Linked DNA regions of Mus musculus: regions 1, 2, 4, 5 and 6 are each linked to region 3. A link is a contact called in public HiCAR-type and HiChIP or PLAC-seq data. All regions are on one chromosome and are shown on one strand. The core of a region is the stretch at or near the end of the contact, and the rest is flanking DNA. Distances in the headings are between cores, read along the strand shown.

What was found. HiCAR-type assays count read pairs that join an accessible place to other places. HiChIP or PLAC-seq counts read pairs in DNA pulled down with a chosen protein or histone mark.
Region 1: a contact with region 3 is called in an H3K4me3 HiChIP or PLAC-seq map of bone marrow-derived macrophages, with 4 times the contacts expected there. The contact joins the enhancer-like site here to the promoter of Nufip1 in region 3. A contact is called at or near these places in 4 of 39 promoter capture datasets (the 3T3-L1 cell line, hippocampal neurons and liver), 3 of 115 datasets of contacts at active chromatin or transcription factors (bone marrow-derived macrophages, cardiomyocytes and fetal liver) and 1 of 9 other capture datasets (adipose tissue).
Region 2: a contact with region 3 is called in a HiCAR-type map of astrocytes, with 2.2 times the contacts expected there. The contact joins the enhancer-like site here to the promoter of Nufip1 in region 3. A contact is called at or near these places in 1 of 39 promoter capture datasets (hippocampal neurons) and 6 of 115 datasets of contacts at active chromatin or transcription factors (acute myeloid leukemia, astrocytes, bone marrow-derived macrophages and 3 more).
Region 4: an H3K4me3 HiChIP or PLAC-seq map of bone marrow-derived macrophages shows a contact between it and region 3, with 7 times the contacts expected there. The contact joins the enhancer-like site here to the promoter of Nufip1 in region 3. A contact is called at or near these places in 8 of 115 datasets of contacts at active chromatin or transcription factors (acute myeloid leukemia, bone marrow-derived macrophages, embryonic basal ganglia and 4 more) and 1 of 9 other capture datasets (adipose tissue).
Region 5: a contact with region 3 is called in a FOXA1 HiChIP or PLAC-seq map of pancreatic cancer cells. The contact joins the enhancer-like site here to the promoter of Nufip1 in region 3. A contact is called at or near these places in 2 of 39 promoter capture datasets (hippocampal neurons and stem cell-derived epiblast-like cells), 1 of 484 Hi-C or Micro-C datasets (cerebellum), 10 of 115 datasets of contacts at active chromatin or transcription factors (astrocytes, bone marrow-derived macrophages, cardiomyocytes and 7 more) and 1 of 9 other capture datasets (liver).
Region 6: a contact with region 3 is called in an H3K4me3 HiChIP or PLAC-seq map of bone marrow-derived macrophages, with 5 times the contacts expected there. The contact joins the enhancer-like site here to the promoter of Nufip1 in region 3. A contact is called at or near these places in 1 of 39 promoter capture datasets (hippocampal neurons) and 4 of 115 datasets of contacts at active chromatin or transcription factors (acute myeloid leukemia, bone marrow-derived macrophages, craniofacial prominence and 1 more).

Annotation. Positions count from the first base shown.
Region 1 is chr14:76,912,678-76,915,377 of GRCm38.p6, reverse strand. No RefSeq gene overlaps it. Among named protein-coding and RNA genes, the nearest start is that of Gm30365, 76 kb to the right of the region's middle. Within about 2 kb of position 1,322, at least 29 of the 459 cell types and tissues checked have an H3K27ac peak or open chromatin away from gene starts, as enhancers often do. A contact at or near this core is called in bone marrow-derived macrophages, where this site is marked.
Region 2 is chr14:76,950,160-76,952,859 of GRCm38.p6, reverse strand. No RefSeq gene overlaps it. Among named protein-coding and RNA genes, the nearest start is that of Lacc1, 85 kb to the left of the region's middle. Within about 2 kb of position 1,284, at least 100 of the 459 cell types and tissues checked have an H3K27ac peak or open chromatin away from gene starts, as enhancers often do. A contact at or near this core is called in astrocytes and hippocampal neurons, where this site is marked.
Region 3 is chr14:76,109,511-76,112,210 of GRCm38.p6, reverse strand. Nufip1 (nuclear fragile X mental retardation protein interacting protein 1) reads right to left here and starts at 1,320. Exons shown (of 10, transcript NM_013745.5): 1 at 885-1,320; 2 at 214-287. The coding sequence starts at 1,278. Gpalpp1 (GPALPP motifs containing 1) reads left to right here and starts at 1,396. Exons shown (of 8, transcript NM_026177.3): 1 at 1,396-1,594. The coding sequence starts at 1,507.
Region 4 is chr14:76,987,558-76,990,257 of GRCm38.p6, reverse strand. No RefSeq gene overlaps it. Among named protein-coding and RNA genes, the nearest start is that of Lacc1, 48 kb to the left of the region's middle. Within about 2 kb of position 1,402, at least 2 of the 459 cell types and tissues checked have an H3K27ac peak or open chromatin away from gene starts, as enhancers often do. A contact at or near this core is called in bone marrow-derived macrophages, where this site is marked.
Region 5 is chr14:76,873,956-76,876,655 of GRCm38.p6, reverse strand. No RefSeq gene overlaps it. Among named protein-coding and RNA genes, the nearest start is that of Gm30365, 38 kb to the right of the region's middle. Within about 2 kb of position 1,430, at least 146 of the 459 cell types and tissues checked have an H3K27ac peak or open chromatin away from gene starts, as enhancers often do. A contact at or near this core is called in liver and pancreatic cancer cells, where this site is marked.
Region 6 is chr14:76,930,286-76,932,985 of GRCm38.p6, reverse strand. No RefSeq gene overlaps it. Among named protein-coding and RNA genes, the nearest start is that of Gm30365, 94 kb to the right of the region's middle. Within about 2 kb of position 1,320, at least 12 of the 459 cell types and tissues checked have an H3K27ac peak or open chromatin away from gene starts, as enhancers often do. A contact at or near this core is called in bone marrow-derived macrophages, where this site is marked.

The sequences.
Region 1 (2,700 bases), core at 73-2,572, 800 kb before region 3:
TAGGGTCATCTTCCTCCCCAAAGGAAGAGGAGTGGACATGCGTAGAAAGAGGAATGGAAAAATCTTTACGTTCTCTAAGGTGGATGGTGCCTGTGGGAGGGAGAAATGGAGCTCTCTCGTCAGAAGAAACGGCCATGCTTGTTTCTGAATAAGTATATTACAGGTTAAAAGACAGCTTTTAGGTGGAGAGATAGGGGTGGGGGTGGGGGAGACAGAGGAGATAACCTATGTCTTGTTACTGCTAAAAAAAAACCCACAGTAAATGATAGTGTGCATGCATGTACACACACATGTGTATGTGTGTGTGAGAGAGACACACAGAGAGGGAGAGAGAATCTGAAGTAGCAGAAATTTACAAGGATTGTATGGATCTAGAAGATACATAACATTTGCACAAGTAGGGGTGTAGGCGGGTAGTGCCGAATAAATCGCTTTTAGGGGGTTCACTCATTACTCAAATTCTTTTCTGGGTGAATCTGTGATAAGAGGGCTGAGTTATGACCCCAGGCAAGAGCTGCAAACTCATCAAAGTGATGAGCAAATGCCAGGGAAGACCTGGCAAGGGGCACAAGAACTTCCTGGCACCAAAAGAAGGGCTTATCACCCAGATTCTAGCCTGCTGGAACCTGTTTTAACAAAACCTTATTTACATTATCTAGTATTCTATACTTGGGGGTTTCTCTTTGCCACAAGTTTCTAAGGGGTTTTAGTATCAGGCAAAAATAAGTCATGTGTTTTGCAGATTCGCTTTTGAAAATATAGTTTAGTTACACTAGTATGAAGATGGAATAAAGCTCTCTACGTGTGGCTTTGCAAACTGTAGTTAAACTTACAGTCCTGTTTAGTGATAGAGGTACAACACAGATGCTAGAGAGATAGGAAGGGTGATGGTAAGAGCCGATTTTAAATACCAGCAGCTATTATAATACATAATGAGACTGGTTTGGTTGGTTCCTGGAGAAGGAAGCTGGTGACAATTCTTCTTCAGTATTATTTAAGTGAAAGAGCATCTTATTCAGGACCATGGGGGATGCATTTTAAAGTGTCAGGCCCGTGATCTAACAGTCGCCAAGACATGAGCCTCCACTAGGAAGCAGAAAACTCTCCAGGGGTTAAGGATGGTACTGGGAGAGCTGTTGCATTACCTACCGGGTATGAGGTTAGTAAGACACCAGCTAACAAGTAGTGATGAGAAAGTGGAGGCTTGGGAAAACTTTGGGGACTTGGCTGTACAGCAGAACCCAAGGGGATGGGTGTGTGGTGGTGAGGAGGCAGGGCAGGATGAGGAAGCAGGACCTGAAGACAACTCAGAAGAGACTGGGCAGGGCTAAGCCTGCTGGAGAGGAAACAAAGGAAGTGAGGCCATTCAGCTCAGAGCATAATGACAGAAGTCACAGGACAGTGTAGTAAACCTAGGGACCTAGCTTCCTGATCCCTCCAACCCTCCACCCAACTGTCTCTGAGGTGCCGGGCTCCTAGGCTGCGAAGAGACAGGCTGCCCTTTGGGTCTCAGAGCCAGCTGTCCCTTTACCTAGTACACCCTAGTACAGTCGTGTGCTAGGGCTCCTCTGACCTCCTCCAAGCTTCCACTTAGTTGTTCCGTTCTCAGTGAAGTCTACCTGAGCTCCCTTCCAACACCAAGGCAGCCTACGACTTCACACCTCTTCCTACTCTTTTCCATTTTTATCCTGGACCTTTAGTGATAGCGCCCATATCAACACTAGACAATTTCTTAATTTGCATCCAGTTAGTTAGCAACTTGCTTGTTAGTGCTTTGCATACTGTATTATATATACTGTTTGATGTCTGCCTCCAGGTTTCAGTATTGTATGCCCTCGATGAGGCCAAACATATTTGTTTTATGAACCTTCCTGCTCTACCTGAAACAGCCATTAGTGGAGATGAGCAATGCTGGTCAGTCCTGAGAAGGCAAAAAAAAAGTAGGAAAGTAGGGCCCAAGGAAGATGGCCAGCCTGATGCTGCCTGGAGACCCTCTGAAGGCAGTTACAGAGTGAAGAGACAGCAACAATTGGGAAAAGATTCTAGAGGAAGCATAAAAATAGCATGAATTGTCTTGCCTACAGCAGAGAACAAACCCCATGTTGTCACATCACCTTTAAAAGTCTAGACCTGGAAGTAAAGGCGCCATGTGTTTACTATGCTGCTGTCAGAAGACAATGTTCGGGTGAAACCCTCACAGGCTACACAGAGATGCAACTTAAAGAGCAGGATGTGACCTGCAGTGAATCCAAATTCACACAATGACACATTGCTCCAAAAGAAGAGACACAATGTTTGCTACACTCTGTTTTAAGGGGATATTATTTCTTTTGCAAAAATCCAAGTCCGTAAGTTGTAAAAGTCAAGGGTGATGGGTGCCAGATGGAGATAAGAGAAGAGGGGAAGTGGGAAACTGAGTTAAAGCAAAGGCACAGGAAGAAGACAGCAGGAGGAAGATAGGCCCTTGCTGTGGGGAGGCCACAGGTTGGGCCTGACCCAGAGAAAACACCACAGTCCCAGTGGGGGAGGAAAGGGCAAAGGGAGGAGGCTGTGTGGAAGCTAAGACAGCCACAGACCCACAACAAGCTCTATTTAGAAAGGTCTGCCGGAAGGACACTTGCTGGACGAGGGAACAGCTGGAACCTGAGACAAGCCAGAGAGCAAGAAGTCAGAGAGGAGAGGGGAAGAGGTCACCCTGAG
Region 2 (2,700 bases), core at 35-2,534, 840 kb before region 3:
ATGCCAATCACTGCATTAAAGTGAAGCAACCAGACCCAGAGTATAACCTACACCATTCTCAATTACAAGTTCCATACTCCACCCTGACACCTGACACCATATTACACCACAGCCACCAGAGCAGCAAGAATCCCCCATCTCTGCACTTCTGGTAAGACCCACCTTCTATTTCTAAATCAAACAGGAAGAATCTACGGGTCCCATCTTTTTCTGCCTTCATGGTAACTTTGGTCTGGACATTTTTTTATCTTCTCTGCTTTGGCCCCTTTATTCCTCTAACAATAACCACCTAAATCAGTCATCCTCTCAACAGGAAGTGAAATTATTGAGCACTAATGATGATCAAACATATGAAGCATGAGAAAAAAAGATTAACAAAAAGCTCTTGGTCCTATGTTGCCATGTAAGTTTAAATCCTTGAGTGGTGTTGGATAGTAAATGAAGAATCATAGTATAAATACAGAGCAGTAACTGTGATGGGGAGGTGGCAGAGAGGCATACAGTGTGATTACATCCACAGAGAGACATCTAGGAGGAAAGCCAACCAGGAAGACTTCACAGGGAACACAATGACTCCACCGAGCTGGGCTCTCAAGGATGGAAGAACCTGGAGTTCTTGGCAAATTGGTCTTTTCCCTTATGAGGCCATAACGCAATACCTCCTAAGTCAGACTAGAACCTGAGAAAGCAAGGATCCTGTCAAACACGAGGCTCTCGTTCAACAGGCTCATCTACCCATGTTGGCACACAGGGCCTCTTCATTAGAGAATAAAAAGACAAGTTTCACTAGACTAAAAAGACTGAGACAGGCGCTCTGCTACGGTTGCTGAAATGCTGCTTGATAATTATATAATATCACTGAGTCCTGTCCTGCCATAGAGAATTGTCAGTGACTTTCTTTAAACATTTTCCTCTGATGGCTTTTCTGTAGCTTCCCTACTAACGCCTACTTCCAATCACTTCTCCAAGAGTTCAAGGACATTTGGGGCTTTAAGGAGTAGCTATTTCCTTTCTCCTCACAAAGAAATCTGCTTTTAGCCCACAACTAGAATGGACTTGGCTATTTAATTCCAGTCCCAAAGGAACGCTGATGTGTAAGTATAATTGTCAGGTGACACATTCTGCTTTCTGGAACTCCCAGGATAGAACTTAACAGCAGTGAGCAAGGGGACAGTTTGGCATTTGTGGTTGGAGAGTCTGATTAACAAGCTCCTTTCTAGGGAACAAGGAGTGCCAGCTGCCTGGCACTGGCTACTGACGTTCTGTGAGGGACCTTGGCAGGGATATGTCGCAAACCTCCCTGCAGAATTCCCCAAGCTAAGAGAAGCTCATGAGTCACAAGTTAGACTGCTCTGGCAGGCTCCTCCTCTTCGAGGGAAACTTGTGTGGCTCAGGAATTATAAAAAGGAAAATAAAAAGCAGCTATAGATTGGGGAGGCAGTACAAGGATGTGTGAGTATAGAACGGGGGTTCCCAACATTCCTAATGCTATGACCCTTTAATGCAGTCCCTCATGTTGTGGTGACCCCCCCCCACATGAAATTATTTTTGTTGCTACTTCATAACTGTAATTTTGCTATTTTTATGAATTGTAATGTAAATATCTGTGTTTTCCAATGACCTTAGGTGAGCCCTATGAAAAGATCATTCAACCCCCAAAGGGTCTCGACCCACAAGTTGAGAACCACTGGAGTACAGAGATGGAACGGGATACAAATGTGTAGATGCTGAGTCCCTATTCCCAGGGAGAATGAATAAAGATCAAACTTTAGTTCAGACTGTTTAACATTTCTTGCAATTGATCAGTGAAGTCCAAGTCACACCCCAGTGCACTCACACATTAAACAGGGTTGATGGGTTGTCAAATAAATTAATGTGTGAAATAATCAGCTTAAGAACTTCACATGTAGGAGGAATTCAAATCATTGCAAAAACTAGTGGGGCTGGTTGATGTTGAACACAGGAAGAGAAAGTTTAACTGTATTTACCTAAACATACACACACACACACACAAATTTTGTTTAATTTTTCACATGTGCTGTTTCCTGTGATGTCACTGTGACTTTTCTTTGTCCACTTTGATGAATTTATTTAGTTTTTAATTTCTAGTGCAAACAAAACATGTTCATGAATAATTCAGAAGCTAGAAAGCAACAGAAGGGAAGAGAGAAGGTCACAGGGAAATTCTAACCCAGGTGAGTGTTCTTGAGAATGTTGTCCACGTCCCTGCAGGAACCTCTGTGTGTCTCTAGAATAGACAGTGATTTTTAGCTCCATACTTGTTACAAGGTAAAACGCTGTCATGGTGGAGTGAACGCATAGACACCCTTTGTTCCTTTTGCAACACAGCAAAGAACTCTTGTTCATTTAGTATGTCCTCGGTGTGCTTTATCTTTCAGATGATGGTTCAGTGAAGAATTTGCTCATGGAAGGGGGAAGATGGAGGTGGGGTGGCTCAGAGGGGTCTGACTCTTCTGCAAATGATAGTAAAGTTTTTGGTTGACAGTAGAGAAGGATGCTGAGGAGAGACCACCTATTATGATGTCGATAAGAGAGAACACAGGCTCTGTAGAGGTGTGCTGCTGTGGGTTAGGAATCACACATCCCTTCTCTGGTGTTTTCTGAAAGTTTGCTAACTTTTTGTTGTCAGGCTGTTTGTGTGATGCTACTAGATTGGACCACAGTGTCATGTGTGACTTC
Region 3 (2,700 bases), core at 71-2,570:
GGTTTTAATGTTCTTTCTTTTCCTATAATTTCATCATTTATTTTTCAATACTATTTTGTTTCAACATTTTACTTATAATTAAGTTCCTTAAACATACTACCCAAGTAAAGCTCTCCATGTCCACCACAGATGTGAAACACTGACAGTTACAACTTAATATATAGAGCAGTAACATTCAAGTTCAAAAGGCCACATTTATCATCTTGGAATTACCTTCGTTTTCTGTTTTCTGTTTTGAGGCAAATTGAATTTTGCATCATGTGATCGTGGAAAATAAGAATGTGTAACTAAAAAAGAAAAGAGGGTTTCATTTAAGATTGCAAAGGTACAATTGTTTATTGATCATTTTTTTCTTAGATTAAAAACAAAAACTGTGTAGGTAGCATGGAGTGCAGGTACTCTTGGAGGCCAGAAGAAAGCTATCGGCTCCTCTGAGGCTGGAGTTACAGGCAGTTGAGAGCCCAGTGTGGATGTTGAGAACCGAGCTTTGGTCCTCTGCAAGAGCAATAGAGTCTCATCGCCAACCCATTTCTCCACCTCCCCCCCAATCAATCCTTTTCTAATGCATACATACAATCATTACTTCCTAATACCTAGTTTTATCTCCTGTATCGCGTCTTCCTACACTGAGGGGATAGGAAGCTCTCAAAAGGTATGGATTTTTGTATGTTTTGTTTACTGCTATGCAAGTAGTCCCCAGTTTTATAGTTGGGTTAAATTAATAAAATTTTGGATGAGCAGGTGGCAGGAAACCTAGTGAGACACATTTTGAATACTCATTACCAGCCTCCAAAACTACAGCGCAAAGCTGAGAGATAAAAAGAGAAAGCTGGGAGAGGAAAGAAAGAGAAAGTAAAGTAGGGCCACTAGGAACTGCAGCTTACCCGGAGATTGGTAAGACGTGTGGTACGTGGAAAAACCATTAGGAGACAATCCCCAGTACCAAGGCGTGGAGGCTTGCAAATTCCAGGCCTGCTGGCCGCTGAACTGAGATTGAGCATCGGGCGGAGCCTGGGCATCGAAAGGAGGCTGCGCCGCGGGAAGAATCTGAGCATCGAACGGTGGAAGCGCTCCGGAGGGAGGCTGGGGCAGCACGTGAGGCTGTCCCTTCCGGCTCTGCTCCGAGCCCGCCACTGGGGACGACAGAGGAGGTGGTGGCGGCGGCAGCATGGCCCAGTACACCCAGTTGTCCCGCGGCGGCGCAGCTTCGCTCGGAGTCCCGGGCGCGGGAGTCAGATCCGGGGCCGAAGGCCACACGGCGGGTGCCGGTTCAGCCATGCCACCTAGCAAGCAGCGAGCCCAAAGTGCAACTGTGGAACTATCATTAAGCGTCACTTCCGTTACAGTAATCTGGCCAATGAGCCCATCGCGGGCTTACGTCATCAGACAAAGCCGGAAAAACCTTCGGGCCTTGCAGCAAATCCTGGTCTACACCGTCCAGCCTGGGTTTAGCTAAACTGCGTGTGCAGGTTGGCTTGGGCTTTGAGCGACTGTGCGTCGCAGCGAATGGCTAGGGACCTGATCGGGCCGGCACTGCCGCCAGGCTTCAAGGAGCACGCGACAGTTGAGGACGAGGAACGGGACCCGAGCCCGGGTAAGCAGCAGCGGGCGTCTGCACTCCCGGGAAGGACTGGCGACCACCGTGGAGTGGGCGCGGTCCGCCCTGGGGGAAAAGCTGGGCAACGCCTGAGTGTTTGGGACCCGATCATCGTTAAAATGACTATACAGTCCCAATTTGCTATTATTACGAATAGGACTGTGCTAACTGATCAATCTTCGTCCGGTCGTCTGTTTAACCCTTCCATCAACTGTATAAGAAAAGATGATGGATGGTGCATGTGTTACAAATGATGACAGCGGCTGATGAATCGGTGCCTAAGACACGCAGCTAGTCCGTGATGAAGCCCAAGTTAGAACCTAGTATCTCTATATCTTCAGATTTACAAGACTCTTGCCAAAGATCCTGTGCCTCTCTCCTCCCCGGCCTGACTTCCCGACCTCATTCTATCATTCCATCTTACACAGCAGCCCAGTGCCCACACAGTTCGAGTTTATGCTTTGACGATAGACTTTTGGGGGTGCTATGGTTGTACTTAAATGCCTGACAAAACGTCCTTCATATACCAGTTTAAGCGTCACCTTCCCGAGCATTGTCACGTCTTCCTCCGGGTTTTCCTCTCCCCAGTTACGCTAATATTTAACACATTCTGTTCAACTAATTTGTGGATATCTCAGTCTCCACCAATTCACTGTGTCTTGCAACCTTAACATGCATCTATGCCACATCAATACCTCGCACACTCTTTCATGCTTTTCCGGCTTTAGTGTTTGTTCCAGTTTGAAGGCCGGCGCTGACTCTACTTGGGAAAGAACAAAACTGACAGAATGTTGATCTGACTTTGTTTTTCTGGCTACCCAGAGACTATGTCTCCGGCAGATTCTTCCTTCCAGATCTTATTTCTAGTGCCGTTATTTTTAAAAATTCCCTTTATTCTTTGTTTTAGGAAGGAAATTTCTACCCAGTTAGGTTGAAGAAGTATGAGTGAATTCAATTTGGTAAATCCCCTGCAATTTCTTTACCTATTGTACAGGTAACAGACATTTGGGTAGATTCTGGTTTTGTTTTTGTTTTTAACTCTTACAAAGAGTGCCACTATGCACTGTGTATGTGTGTGCATGTGTATCTATCTGTCTGTCCGT
Region 4 (2,700 bases), core at 153-2,652, 880 kb before region 3:
TTTTTTTCCCAATTTTTATTAGGTATTTTCTTCATTTACATTTCAAATGCTATCCCAAAAGTCCCCCATACCCTCCCCGCCTCCTACCCACCCACTCCTCACTCCCGCACTGGAGAACCTGTTGACTGACTGAGCAGGCTTGGTCAGAGACACCTTAGGTAACAAACACACAACACCAGAAAAGAAGCCCTTCATGTTGTATTGTAGTTAAAATGCTTCATGTATAGAGCAGAGAAGGAATATTGGCAGGAGAGAGACAGACAGACAGACATTGGGTTATATATAAAACCATACCCATAAGAGTAAGTATGGAATTCTCAGTAGAAACTCTTAAAAGCCAGGAGGCTCACAATACTGGGCTTTAATCTCTGAAAGATAATGTCAACCAAAATTACTTTACCCAGCAAAACTATCCTTCATAATTGAAAGAGAAAGAAATACATTTCCACAATAAACATACAACAAAGAAATGTATAATCTCCATACCAGCAGAATGCCTGGAGGAAATGTATACAGTGAAGATAAAGACATCTATGAGTTTACAAGGCAGAATTAAACTCTACAAGAAGACTAAATATAAAAGATGATGATTAGGAAAATATCAAATACTACAAAAAATGGATGACTGGTTACAGCTCCACAATACACCTGAACATTAGTAATCTCAATTCTTCAATAAAATGATACAGACTAGCAGGTTGTATTAAAATTCAAGATCCAGCCATTTCTTGCCTGCAAGAGGTATTTGTTTTCCCTCACTGGTGAAAATGAACAGAGCTTTACAGTAAAAGGATGGGAGAAGGCATTCCATGAACAGAGAACCAGGAAGCAAGCAGCTATCAGTGTACTGAGGTCATCATACACAGCAAGCTTCGAGCCAACAGCAGTGAGGAGAGAAAACAGCTACTTCATATTGATCAAGGGAACATTTCACTAAGATGATACAGCAGCTCAGTATGTGTTTACTAGATTTCAGCAATCCACTTTCATAAAATAAACAGGACTGTATGTTAAGACACAGATCGGCCTTAACGTAGCTGTAGTGGGTGACTTCAGTACCCCATTTGCTCCAATATATGAACTATGAAGACAAAAAAAATTAACAGATAAGCATTAGAGTTAAACAACATTCTATATCAAATGGACCTAAAAAACCATCTATAGAACAGACTACCAAATATTTCAGAATGCTCATTCTCACCAATGCATGGGAGTGTTCTTTCTCTAAAATAGGCTGTATTTTAGGTCATAAATCAAATCTTAACAAATACAGGAACATTGAAATGATTTTTGGTATTCTATCTAATCACAGTAAATAAAACTAGAAACCAACAGCGAGAGAAACCACAGAACTTTGTGCAAACGCATGGAAATTGAACAGCACATTATTAAATGAGGAACAAAAAAAATGGGGAAACCTCAGGGAATCTTACATCTTCCTCTGGCCTCCACAGGCACCCACACTCATGTACATACACCCCCACACATGCACAAAATTAAAAAGAAAATATCTTTTAAAGGAGAAAATAAAACAAACCCAGAAAATCCTCATAGAAACACAAAAGACCCCAAATGGGCAAAGCAATCCCAATTAAAAGCAGCAATACTGGAATCATCACAGTATCTAATGTCAAATTACACTACAGAGCCATAGTGACCAAAACACAGCTGAGACAACAGGGAAAAAAGACACACAGCTACAGCTACTTGGTTTCTGATGAAGATGCAATAAAACCTATATGGGAGAAAAGACAGACTCTTCGATAAATGATGCTGCAAAACTTAGTCCTCTCACTCAACAGATAACAAATCAATAATAAATAGATCAAATGACTTCATGTACAATCTGAAACTCCAAAAGTGTCAGAGAAAAGCATGTCAGGCGTTAAACACAGCCAAGGACCAAGAGAGGGCATTCACTCCTTCCGTTCTCCTCAGAAAAGGGCAGGTCTCCCACAGATATCAACCAGCCTGGCCACATGAAATTGCAGTAAGAACAGGCACATCTTACTTACAGATCCGGAAGCAAAACCAAGGATTGACCAATGGAATTGCATGAGATTAGAAAGCTTCTGCAAAGCAAAGAAATAACAGAGAGGAGGCAGTCTACAGAATGGAAGGATGCCTCTCCACTCTGCATCTGACAGACGATTACTATATAGAATGCGCAGAGTACTAAAATGCTACAAACCAAAACCCCCAACAACACAAACAACAATTGGGCTAAAGAAACGAACAGCTCTGAAATGATAAAGAAAACACACACACACACACACACACACACACACACACACACACACACACACACAAAACCTTATTTACCAGGGAAATAAAACTACTTTTTCATTTCATCTCAGCCTACTTTAGTCAGAATGGTTACCACTAAAAAGTCCATAGGGGCTCACAGAGACTAAACTGACAACCAAGTGAGCATGTCTGGGATTGACCTCTGCACATATGTGACAGTTGTACAGCTGGGTCTGGGTCTCCATGTGGGACTCAGAAAGTCAGAGCAGGGGCTGTCACTGACTCTATTGCTTGCCTTTAGATCCCCGTTCCCTAACTGGGCTGCCTTGTCTACCTCAAAAGAAGTTGTGCCTGTTCTTACTGCAATTTCATGTGGCAAGGCCGGTTGATATCTGTGGGAGACCTGCCCTTTTCTGAGGAGAAATGAATGGGTGGTGGTGGGGAAGAGGAGGA
Region 5 (2,700 bases), core at 181-2,680, 760 kb before region 3:
TAATACAAGGGGTTTTATTTGTTTTGTTTTGTTTTGTTTTGTTTTTGATATAGGGTGCCTTCCTGGCCTAGAAGGCACCAAGCATGCTAGGTTGGCTGATCATCGAGCCTCTGGGAGCCACTTGTCTCTCTTCCCCCACACTAGTAGGCATCTAAGCCACTATGCTGAGCTATTTTTTTTAACGGGTTTTAGGTATTAAAGTCAGGGCCCTCTTTGTAAGGCAAGCATTTTACTGACTGTTCTGTTAACCCAGACAAGAGGCTGTCGATTCCATAACCGGTCATAGTCTTCCTAGGAACCGAATGGACCGGTTATTCCCTAGAGTAGGACATTTGATTGTGTGCCTTCCTGGGCACCGTTTGATGAATAACACCCCCTAAACACTTGCTGATAGACGCACTTACAGGTCCCATAAAGGAAAAACTACGTGTCTATTATTTAATCCCCATCCCTTCCTCATTTGTCCACCAGATGGCAGAACAGGGGCCAGGATAGAAGCTAAAATATTTTTGATTTGCTAATGTAGTAAGTATGAAGTTACATTAAAAGCAGGAAATAAGCACCTAAATGTAAACCTATGACTTAATGTCCATTATATTGGCAGCATGAAAATATATTGCAAAAAAACCAAGATGGTGGAAAACTTAGGTACTAAGTAAGTTAAAAGTTCAACAATGAATTGAAGGGCCTGGATATACTGTTACTCTTGTGCAATGGGCAGAGGGGACAGGAAAGTACTTAATGAAGGTTCTTTCCCGAGCCTACTTTTGAACCTGAAACTAGAAATAGAAAATGGTCTCTTTTCTTCATGCTGTGACAGCCCTGGGCCTGGCAAGTGTGACATTCTCTACCTATATGCAAAGTTAATTTTGAAACAAGCCCTTTAAGTTCAACTCAAGGGCAGCTAAAGTATATAAAGAAATATTGAGTTGGGGCTCTGGGGATCATTGCCCAACATAAAGGCGAGTCTGTGTGCTCACAGCTGGTAAATGTTTAACACAGTCCGTGTTATTAAGCATTGCCCAAGTTTATTTAGCAACCTCTTAAACAAACAGGGGTGATGCTTTATTATTCTCATCTAAATGGATTTAAAGTGGAGGGCACAAAGAAGATAGGCTGGCTTGTTGATATTCTCATCGGTGTGTCTTCTTCACATGTGGATATAAAGCTTTGCTCCTGGATTTGCAGAGGTTATCGTCAGAGAGACATGGCCATGAAGCTGTACCTTACAGAGGAAGGGCCAAGTGGAGTGAGATGGTTTTGAGAATATGTATATCAGGCAATAACCCACACGAGAGAAATGGAAAGTGAATTTTATGACAGCGGTTGTAGGACATTTTAATCCTCATCTTGAGGTGCACACCGAGTCATAGCTATTTGCTTAGCCACTCTACTCTCTAAGGCCCTGGCTTTAACCTTTTCTGGTCACCATGGCAACAAGGACACAAATACAAAGGCCATAGCACTCTCCAGCACTGTGAGGAAGAATTTCCCACTGTATACACAGTACGTATAGTTGACCTAAGCATAGCAGGAAGAATGTGGTGTAATTTTAAACACAGTAAATTGAGTCATAAAATGGAAGTGGATGCAGCTAGGAAAATGTTACCAACAAAGGAAGGGAAATAGTGCTGTGTTGCCGTTCCCACTAAAGCCCACAGTGCCCTCCCTCTTCTCCTTGCCTGATATAAGGAGAACCATGAAAACAAAGCATCCAAGCTTTGATTTTGCTTTTTTTTTTTCCCCTTAAGGCCCAGACCTAAAATAAATGATTCATTTCTAGGCCAACCATAAACGAGTGATCTGAGATGCTGATCTTGAAAGCACTTCATCATTTCCAATCACTGGCTGAAACAGGCTCTGCTAAAAATCCTGTGGTTCACTCCGCATTTCCAGAGAAGCAGCCAAGCTCTGGTACGGCTCTGACCTGATTCCTGGACGAGGCTGTCTGAACGAAGCATCTGTAGAAAGAAAGGTTGGAGCTGACTGTGGAAGGAATTATGGAGCCGTCCCTTGTGTTCAGTCCTATGCACTAAATAATACTGGGAGAACTTGAAAAAGGATATGGGGATAACAAGATTCAAGCAGCTTCCCTGGGCAGGAATGAAGAGCCACAGAAGAAATTCAAAGTTTAAAAAGACTAGACAAAAAACCAAAAAAACAAAAAACAAAAACAAAAACAAAAACAAACAAAAAAACAAGAAACAAAACAAAATAACAAGAAAAGCGGCAGCATTCGGGGACTTCTGCCAGACCTGAATTGATTTGTTTCTCAGTTTGACTGATCAGCATGGGACAAGCAGCCATCATTATTGAATCATTTTCTTTGTCTTGGTTTGACTGTTTGCATTTTTTTAGTAGGGGAACTTGGGCGATAGGCAGATACAACGCCACTGTACTTGACGTGAGCTGCCATGCCAACTGAGGGAAGGAACCAGAGCTCCTTTTCCTGCGACTCCCATTTGTCCCTCAGATACCTGCCTGTATTGAGAGCTGTATTGCGAAGCACAGCCCCATCAGTGCTGTTGTAGTTGTGGGTGTTGCGGTTGTGGATGTCATTACTCAGTCCTTCGGTTCTCTGCTGTCTACAATGGGTGTGAGGTTAAATAAATAACGAGTGGTTATATGTATGTCCACCGCCTAACACCTACCATTGCATGGTTCCCAAAGAAATGCCAACAACAGACTTAAAAGTATCAG
Region 6 (2,700 bases), core at 71-2,570, 820 kb before region 3:
GATCTTTAGAGCTTGCTGGGTAATGTGAATATAATGGTAACTGTTTTCATCTACCTGAGGATGTGGGCTGGCCCTGGTTTTAGAACTGCTGGCACCTTCAGAGGCAGGCATTGCAGTCGTACAGTAGCACATAGCTCCTTGTCATCCCAACCTTTGAATGTCACATGTGGACTTTTTTTGACCTGCTGTTTTTGCTGACAGAGCTACCTGTAGGTATCTTCCACATCTGAGGTGGCTTCTTGCTCAGTAACAACTTCTACAATGTCACTTTTCTGGCTCTTTCCTCCTGTGAGAAGTATAGCACCTATCAATACACTGGTCTTTAGAGATTTGGTGATGTAGAAATTCTATCTATTGTTAACAATCAAACCAAAGGGGCTGACTAAGGGTCTGTAATATACAACTCTGGAGGCAATGGAATCAGATCTTGCAAGGATAAACTTGCTCTTCAGCTTTCTGGAGAACCTTTGAGTAAAGCTCATACTTAGGACTTACTATGCCTTCTTCAGTCAAGCAAACAGTTGCATGCTCACGGGTCCTCTTGGTGGGCTTATGCCACTCTGAGGAGCTTTTTCCTTGGTAGCTAGCATCTTCACTCCTTCAGATTTTCCCATTGAAAACATCCCCTGATGTTTCTGGCTTCCCCAAAACCTTTGCAGATCACTCCTCTCTAAATCTCTGGGTGTGTTGGAGATAGCTCAGCAAGTAAAGGCCCTTGCCACCAAGCCTGATGACTTGAGTCTGATCCCCAGGACCTACTTGGTGGAAGGAGAGAGCCCCCACTTGTACATTATCCTCTGACCTCTACACTCCAAGCCTGTGGGCATGTGGACATACGTACACACACACAGTCTTCTGACCTTCATGCTCCAGGCCTATAGACACACACACAATAAATTCACGTGGAGAAAAAAAAATCCAAATCTCTTCATATTCAGTTGGCCTAGTCTAAGCTTGTTTGAAGCCATGTTAGAACAATTGATACATTCAATTTGATTTTTTGTTTACACATTACTATGTTTTTTTGTTAAGCCATACATTCTACCCATTCCAGGTGCATAGAGAGTATAGTTTTAGATGTCACCATAAAGTTGAAAACCACAAGTTCTGCACATAGTTTATGATATTCAGGAAAGCTGATCGGTGCTCTGGGGTATGGGGGGGGGGTCATATTTAAGTTGGCTGAGAAGACAGGAGACATGATTGCTGGAGGAACGGAAGGCCACAGGGCTCCCTTTCCAAGCTGTATTCCATTGAAAGTGCCTGTTCAAAGCAAAGGAGAATCATTGTGACTCAAAGCCCTGATAATAGCATGTGACAGATATTTGACCACTTCCTGCTTTGAGCTCTCAGTCCAGCTCCTTAAGAACATATGTCAAGCAGACCTCAAAACACACTCAAAGAGGAATTTCATCTATAAACAAAGTCTTCAATGAAGTAAAATCCCATACTGAAGGCAGAAAGGCCACTCTCTTCAAGCTTTGTTGTTCCCACAGCACAGGGAACATTTTGTTCAATTCTTTGATTGAAGATGGATGGGAGGAATGAAACCCAGTTTGGTTTGGGAACTTAGCTACAGTATCATTTTGTCAAATTCTGTAATACTTTACATGTAGGATTCCATAGACCTCACCTGCTACTGGAGAACCAACGGGCATCATGGGAGAGAGTCAAACAGTCAGTCTGCATGGGCAGTGGAGAGCCTTGTGTTAGAAGCATTCAGGACTAGAGAGGGAAAGGCATGTCCTACATTCTCATGCACACGAAGGCATAACCTGACCCAGGTATATTCCAACTGTGAATGAAGAGGTGCTTATAACAGGGTTTAATTGTACTCATCTGGAATTTCGCCCCTCCTTGCAGTTGTGGGATTTAATTAATCCTCACCCAGAGGCCAGGCTCTTCAAGGCAAATGCCATAGAAGGGCAAAGAGTTACCTCAATGTGGCTTATAGCTAGATTCAGCCAGTTTCTATTTTATTACTATTCTCTATTGTTTAGAGAACCTTGCTGAACGATTGGATTGTATTTGTGCCTTGGGGCCCTTGAGAGCAATTGGAAAATACATTATAGAATAAACCACAAGATTATTAAAATGACTTCAAGCAGTAGGAATCTAATTTTTAGAGGAGCCTGTAATGTCTGTATTTATTCACATTCCATCCCTTAATTATTCATGCTCCATATTTTGAGAATAAAACGTATGTGTTCTCATCTAATTATCTCATCCCCCTCCACTGCGTAAGCCCTTCTTCATTTCTCATCTGTGAAGCAACCCTGCCCTCTGACAAGAAATTTCAGGGGGACAAGTAATATAAATGACAACACCAGAATTCCTCTCTAGTCTGCTTATCCTCCAGCATGTAGCCATTTCCCTCCTAAAATGGATACTCCCTTAGCCAAGTAGAGCATGGCAGACCTCACCGTAGTAGGAAAAGGCTTAACGCAAGGATTCCTCCTATTGCTCTTTGTTTCTCTTGGTTCGTATCCATCTCTGCCCCTTTCTTCTCTGAGGTGATGGTCATTGGGCTGTGCTACCATTTGATTCTAAAAGGACTCATGTGTTAAAGGCCTGGCTACCAGATGACAGCTTTCTGAGTTGTGATTGAAACACAAAGGTTACAACTTCTTCAATGGTTTGATTTGTTGATGGGCTATAGGGGAATGGGCTAGTTAGGAGGTAGGTCCTGGTTGGAGCTGG